Linked DNA regions of Oryctolagus cuniculus: region 2 is linked to region 1. A link is a contact called in public Micro-C data. All regions are on one chromosome and are shown on one strand. The core of a region is the stretch at or near the end of the contact, and the rest is flanking DNA. Distances in the headings are between cores, read along the strand shown.

Region 1 (2,700 bases), core at 11-2,510:
GGCAGCCGTAAATGAGGCTGCGCCGGCGAGTTTAGCAATGCCCTAGACGTCTGTGTGGGCGCCTTTTTGGAGAGCGCTTTTGCATTGGAGATTAGGAATGCGGTGGCATGAACTGTTGTTATCTTTAGCCCTGTAACTTTCTCTCTCTCTCTCTCTCCCTCCCTCTCTCCCCTCTGTTTCTCTCTCTCGTGTGATACTAACCCTAAAATATTTATGCAATCAACCGATGTGCAAAACTTATGAGATTTGCTGCAATCTCTTATGAATGGTTTGCACTGAGCGCCTTTAAATTTACTTGCACTGACTTGCGGGAAAAAAAAGAAGAAGGTAGAAAAGGCAGTTGCTTCACGGAGGCGCTAAGCTTTCCTGTTTACCGCAAGATGGGGCGGACCCGCCTGCCCACACCTCGCTGCGCCCTCCGACCCTAAGCACACCTGCTCCTAGAGAGTTATTAATAGAGTCCAAAAAATGACTTGCGCTGTCAAATGATTTTCGTGCAAATCTAATTTCTTGCATGGCAATTAGGAGGTGGTGCTTGCGTCCTTGAGCTTGGCGTGGGTGGGGGGTAAAGTGGGGCAAGGGAAGAGGTGTGCGTCTCCACCCTGTGGCTGGCGGTTAAGTGTCTTCCGAGGAGAGGCCGTGAGCTGGTGGTGAGCGCACAGCTGAGCTGGTGGCGGCTTCGGAGAATCTCCCGAATGGAAATCAGGGCGTCGAGGGTGGGGCGAGCAGGCGAGAGTGGAGTCCGAATGGGGCGCCTCCCCACCCCTACTCCTTCCGCCATGCACCCCAGGTTTCCCATTTCCATTTGAGCGGCTGTGACAATAGGGAGAGAGTTTTCGTCTCTTCTGTTTGGAATTTTCAGCTTGGGTAAATGTTTGGGCTTTCTTCCTCTGTTTCCCCTCGCCCCTACCCCCAACGGCCCCACCCCCCTTTTTGCAAGAAATTTATTTAACAAAAAAGTTCCCCTCCCTACGTTTCCCTAAACCAAATCAACAAGAACAAAACTGGAGCAGTGCCTTGGCCAGAATGAATTATACCAGTGTGCTGTGGCTTTCTGCCTGACTCCTTCCTCTTTGTGACTTGTTTCAGGCTGCGGTTTCTGAGGCTCTCCCCAGGCAAGGCAAGGCTGCACAAAAAAGCCTGGATTGCTCCCTGAACCTCCCCGGCAGCGGGTGACAGCTCGTGCCTCAGCCTCGCCCTCTAGCGCTCGTCCGGAGAAGAGCTCCCCGGGTTCGTGGCGCGGAGACAGAGCGGGTACCATGGGGCCCACCAACATCCCGCTGGTCAAGGCCCTCCGCAACTCGGTCTCCGACTATGTCAACTACGATATCATCGTGCGGCATTACAATTACACGGGGAAGCTGAACATCAGCGCGGACAAGGAGAATGGCATTAAGCTGACTTCGGTGGTTTTCATTCTCATCTGCTGCTTCATCATCCTGGAGAACATCTTTGTCTTGCTGACCATTTGGAAAACCAAGAAATTCCACCGCCCCATGTACTACTTTATTGGCAACCTGGCCCTCTCAGACCTGTTGGCGGGAGTGGCCTACACCGCCAACCTGCTCTTGTCGGGGGCCACCACCTACAAGCTGACGCCGGCGCAGTGGTTCCTGCGGGAAGGGAGTATGTTTGTGGCGCTCTCTGCGTCGGTGTTCAGCCTGCTGGCCATCGCCATCGAGCGCTACATCACCATGCTGAAGATGAAGCTGCACAATGGCAGCAACAGCTTCCGCTCCTTCCTGCTCATCAGCGCCTGCTGGGTCATCTCGCTCATCCTGGGTGGCCTGCCCATCATGGGCTGGAACTGCATCAGCACGCTGTCCAGCTGCTCCACCGTGTTGCCGCTCTACCACAAGCACTATATCCTCTTCTGCACCACCGTCTTCACCCTGCTCCTGCTCTCCATCGTCATCCTGTACTGCAGGATCTACTCCCTGGTCAGGACTCGGAGCCGCCGGCTGACCTTCCGCAAGAACATTTCCAAGGCCAGCCGCAGCTCGGAGAAGTCGCTGGCGCTGCTCAAGACCGTCATCATCGTCCTGAGCGTCTTCATCGCCTGCTGGGCCCCGCTCTTCATCCTGCTTCTGCTGGACGTGGGCTGCAAGGTGAAGACCTGCGACATCCTCTTCAAAGCGGAGTACTTCCTGGTGCTGGCTGTGCTCAACTCCGGCACCAACCCCATCATTTACACGCTGACCAACAAGGAGATGCGCCGGGCCTTCATCCGGATCATGTCCTGCTGCAAGTGTCCCAGCGGAGACTCGGCCGGCAAGTTCAAGCGCCCCATCATCGCGGGCGTGGAATTCAGTCGCAGTAAATCGGACAACTCCTCCCACCCCCAGAAGGACGATGGGGACAACCCCGAGACCATCATGTCTTCTGGCAACGTCAACTCGTCCTCCTAAAACGGACAGCTGCCAACCCGTGGGAAGCACTGTTACATGGTCGCCCACCACCCGGCGTCGGGGGTGGGGGTAGGGGGACCGTCTCTGGGCCTCGACTGTTGCCAGGGAGGAGCTGCTGCGAGCCAGAGGGATGGAGGAGGGGGGAAACCGCAGCATCGTGGCGGTGCCTCGTGTTTGTGGTAGCAGTAGCTCCCCTGAACAATGCACTGGGAAGGGTGGAGATCGGGCCGGCCTGGAGTCTGTTTCCTCCCCACTGGAGCTTTGATTTTGCACTGAGCCAAAGGTCTAGCAT
Region 2 (2,702 bases), core at 7-2,506, 240 kb before region 1:
TCGAGGAAGCCACGTAATTAGACTTGTAAAGCAGAACAAAGACCACCCTTTAATTTTCCAAGTCACTAGTTTGGGTGTATGGCTGCCCTTCTCCTACTCCTCAGATCCTTAATGCAAGGGGAGTGTGTTTCGAAGGGTCTAAGCAAGCAGATCGGAACATTTTGTTTGGCTTAACGTGTGCTTAGCTAGCTTTCTCCCCAGAAAGCTGGGGAACCTTGATCACCTACCAGGGCTTCCTTCCCTACAGTCAGGACTGAGGTGTAGCCTTCCAGATACACTCGGCTGCAGCGTCTTACAACTTCCAGGCCTTTGACTGTAATGTCCTTGGCATCTCCCAGCCCCAAGCCGATCAGGTAAAGCATTTCGAACTCCAAAACTGTAAGATGAAGTGAACAAGAAAAACAACGTCAGCTATACCGAGGGATGGAAACCAAAGGGGCACAAGAGAAGTGGCAGGTCACGAGAGCGGTTTGGAACAAGTGTTGTAAACAACCCTACGAGCAGCCAAATACCCGCTGAAACAACCTTCGCCGGTTCCCTGTCTTCCCAAAGCTTTAACTGCAGCCGCTTCGCACCAGCAGCCGCCGAAGCCACAGATCCGTAGAGAGAAGACCCACGCCGCCGGCCTCACCTACGGTGCCGCAAAGCGCCGGCGCCTTTACCACACTTTACGACCAGTTGGAGGACGGCCGAGCGAGCGGGGCTCTGGGCGGGTGTTCCGCAGCCCGGCTCGGCTACCAATGCCCCGCCGGCTGCTGGGGAGGGGATGAGAGCGGTTGGTCCCCCAGCACGGCCTCTGGGAAAGGGCCGGATGTGCTCCCACTCCTCTAGCCAGTGGCTTGAACATCCCTGTTCTGGTCCTGGGTAAGTGCAGTATTGCTTTGCGTCGGGGACGGTGAGTGGGGACCCCGTGCCGGGAGCCTGCGCTCTAGCAGACACACGAAAGCGGCTGGGCTGTAGAAGAGATTTCCCTGATTTGCCCCGGGTTTTCCCTAGAGCACAGATTTTAATCCTCGCCTTCTCATTTGGACGGAGGCGTCGGATTGGCTGACCCGGCAGTGAATGCGGTTCTGATTTCCCAGCGGGACGGTGACTGCTTGGGTTTCTCCCCAAGACCTAGGGCCGGAATGCCCCCAAGGATCCACCTCAGTGGTGTATCGAGAATCCCATACCGTCAGTGCGAACGCTAGATAAGTGACCTTTAAGAGCGCTCAGGGATTTCACCCGTCGCCCCAAGTTGTCTCTTCGGGGGCAGTTGTTTTTAAAGTGAGTGGTTCGATTGTAGTTCCCATATCGTGAAGGTTTGTTTCACGAAATGGCCCTAAGGTCACTGGTGACCTCATCCGAGTTGATCATTTCCACTACTTGTGAGTACACAGAGGTGACGATTCAGAACTTGCCTGGTGTTCCTCTGACAAGGCTTCAGCGCTTGCAAAACTGCTTGATTAAGCTTTGACATTTTTCTTTTTCTCTGGTTTCGCCCACCCTTTTCACTTCTCATTCTGTACGTTCTCCTTGCCTGCTTCTGTCTGATATTATACTTTCTATGCTTCACAGCATGTGTGCAAAAAACAAAACAGAACTTCAAGCACAACACATCTCAAAGTGGATCATAGACATAAATAGAAAACCTAAAACTATACTGGCAGAAACCCGTTTGTGGCCTTATTCAGGTAAATATTTCTGAAGTAAGTTACTGGAAGCACACAGTAGAAAAAAAATTAATAAATTAGATTTCAAGATAATAAAAATTTAAGCTCTTCGAAAGACCCTATGAAGCATAACACTAAGAGAAAGTACTTGAAATGCATAGCTGAATACTTAAAATGCAATAATAATAGAACAGCACTTTTTTTAAAAAATGGGCAAAGCATTTAAATAAATTTTCACCAATGAAGATGCACAAATAGCAACTAAGCATTTAAAAAGATGCTAGGTATGATTTAACATTAAGGGATAAAAAATTTAAACCACAATGAACTATCTCTGCCACCTGTTGAAATGATCAAAATGAAAACAAAACCCAAGAAAAATTGGCTGTCCACTCGCGTAATTCCAGATAGCTCTGATATTTTGCTGCCCCAAATTTGCACTTCCCATTCAGACCTCTTCCCCTCAGTCTTGTATGTTTATGTGCAGCTGGAAATCACCTAGATAACCCAGAGTCATATCAAGTTTGACACATCCAAGGCTGAATCCATCATCATATTTTTTACTTGGCTTTTTATTTTTTTTCTGTATTAGCTACTTTGGGTTAGGGGTGTGGCTTGTATAGTTCACCCAAGGCAAACACTTGGGAGTCACCCCCATACCCAGATTATCAGTGTCTTAGTTCAGGTCCTAATCCTGTCGTGTCATATTTCCCTCACATTTCTTCCAGCTCTGAAGGGTCAGGGAGTTCTAGCCAAGACACGATATGTAAGGGTTTCTCTCTGTCTCTCTCTCCCACCTCTCTTTCTATCTTTTAAGATTATTTTTTGACAGGCAGAATTAGGGAGAGACAAGGAGAAAGAGATCTTCTACCTACTGGTTCACTCCTCAAATGGTTGTGATGGTTAGAACTAGGCCAGGTCAAAGCCAGAAGCCCAGAGCTCCATCTGGGTCTCCTACATGGGGCCAGAGGCCCAAGCACTTGGGCCATCCTCTGCTGCTTTCCTAGGTGCCTTACCAGGGAGCTAGATCAGGAGTTGAGCAGCTAGGAC

What was found. Hi-C and Micro-C count contacts between places; a contact is called where the count stands out from the background.
Region 2: a contact with region 1 is called in a Micro-C map of ear pinna, with 5 times the contacts expected there. The contact joins the promoter of DPH5 here to the promoter of S1PR1 in region 1. A contact is called at or near these places in 2 of 6 Hi-C or Micro-C datasets (ear pinna and an unstated tissue).

Annotation. Positions count from the first base shown.
Region 1 is chr7:69,073,027-69,075,726 of mOryCun1.1, reverse strand. S1PR1 (sphingosine-1-phosphate receptor 1) reads left to right here and starts at 1,260. Exons shown (of 1, transcript NM_001198946.1): 1 at 1,260-2,408. The coding sequence starts at 1,260. The coding sequence ends at 2,408.
Region 2 is chr7:69,310,598-69,313,299 of mOryCun1.1, reverse strand. It overlaps DPH5 (diphthamide biosynthesis 5), which reads right to left and starts at 1,256. Exons shown (of 8, transcript XM_070077978.1): 1 at 1,173-1,256; 2 at 228-376. The coding sequence starts at 362.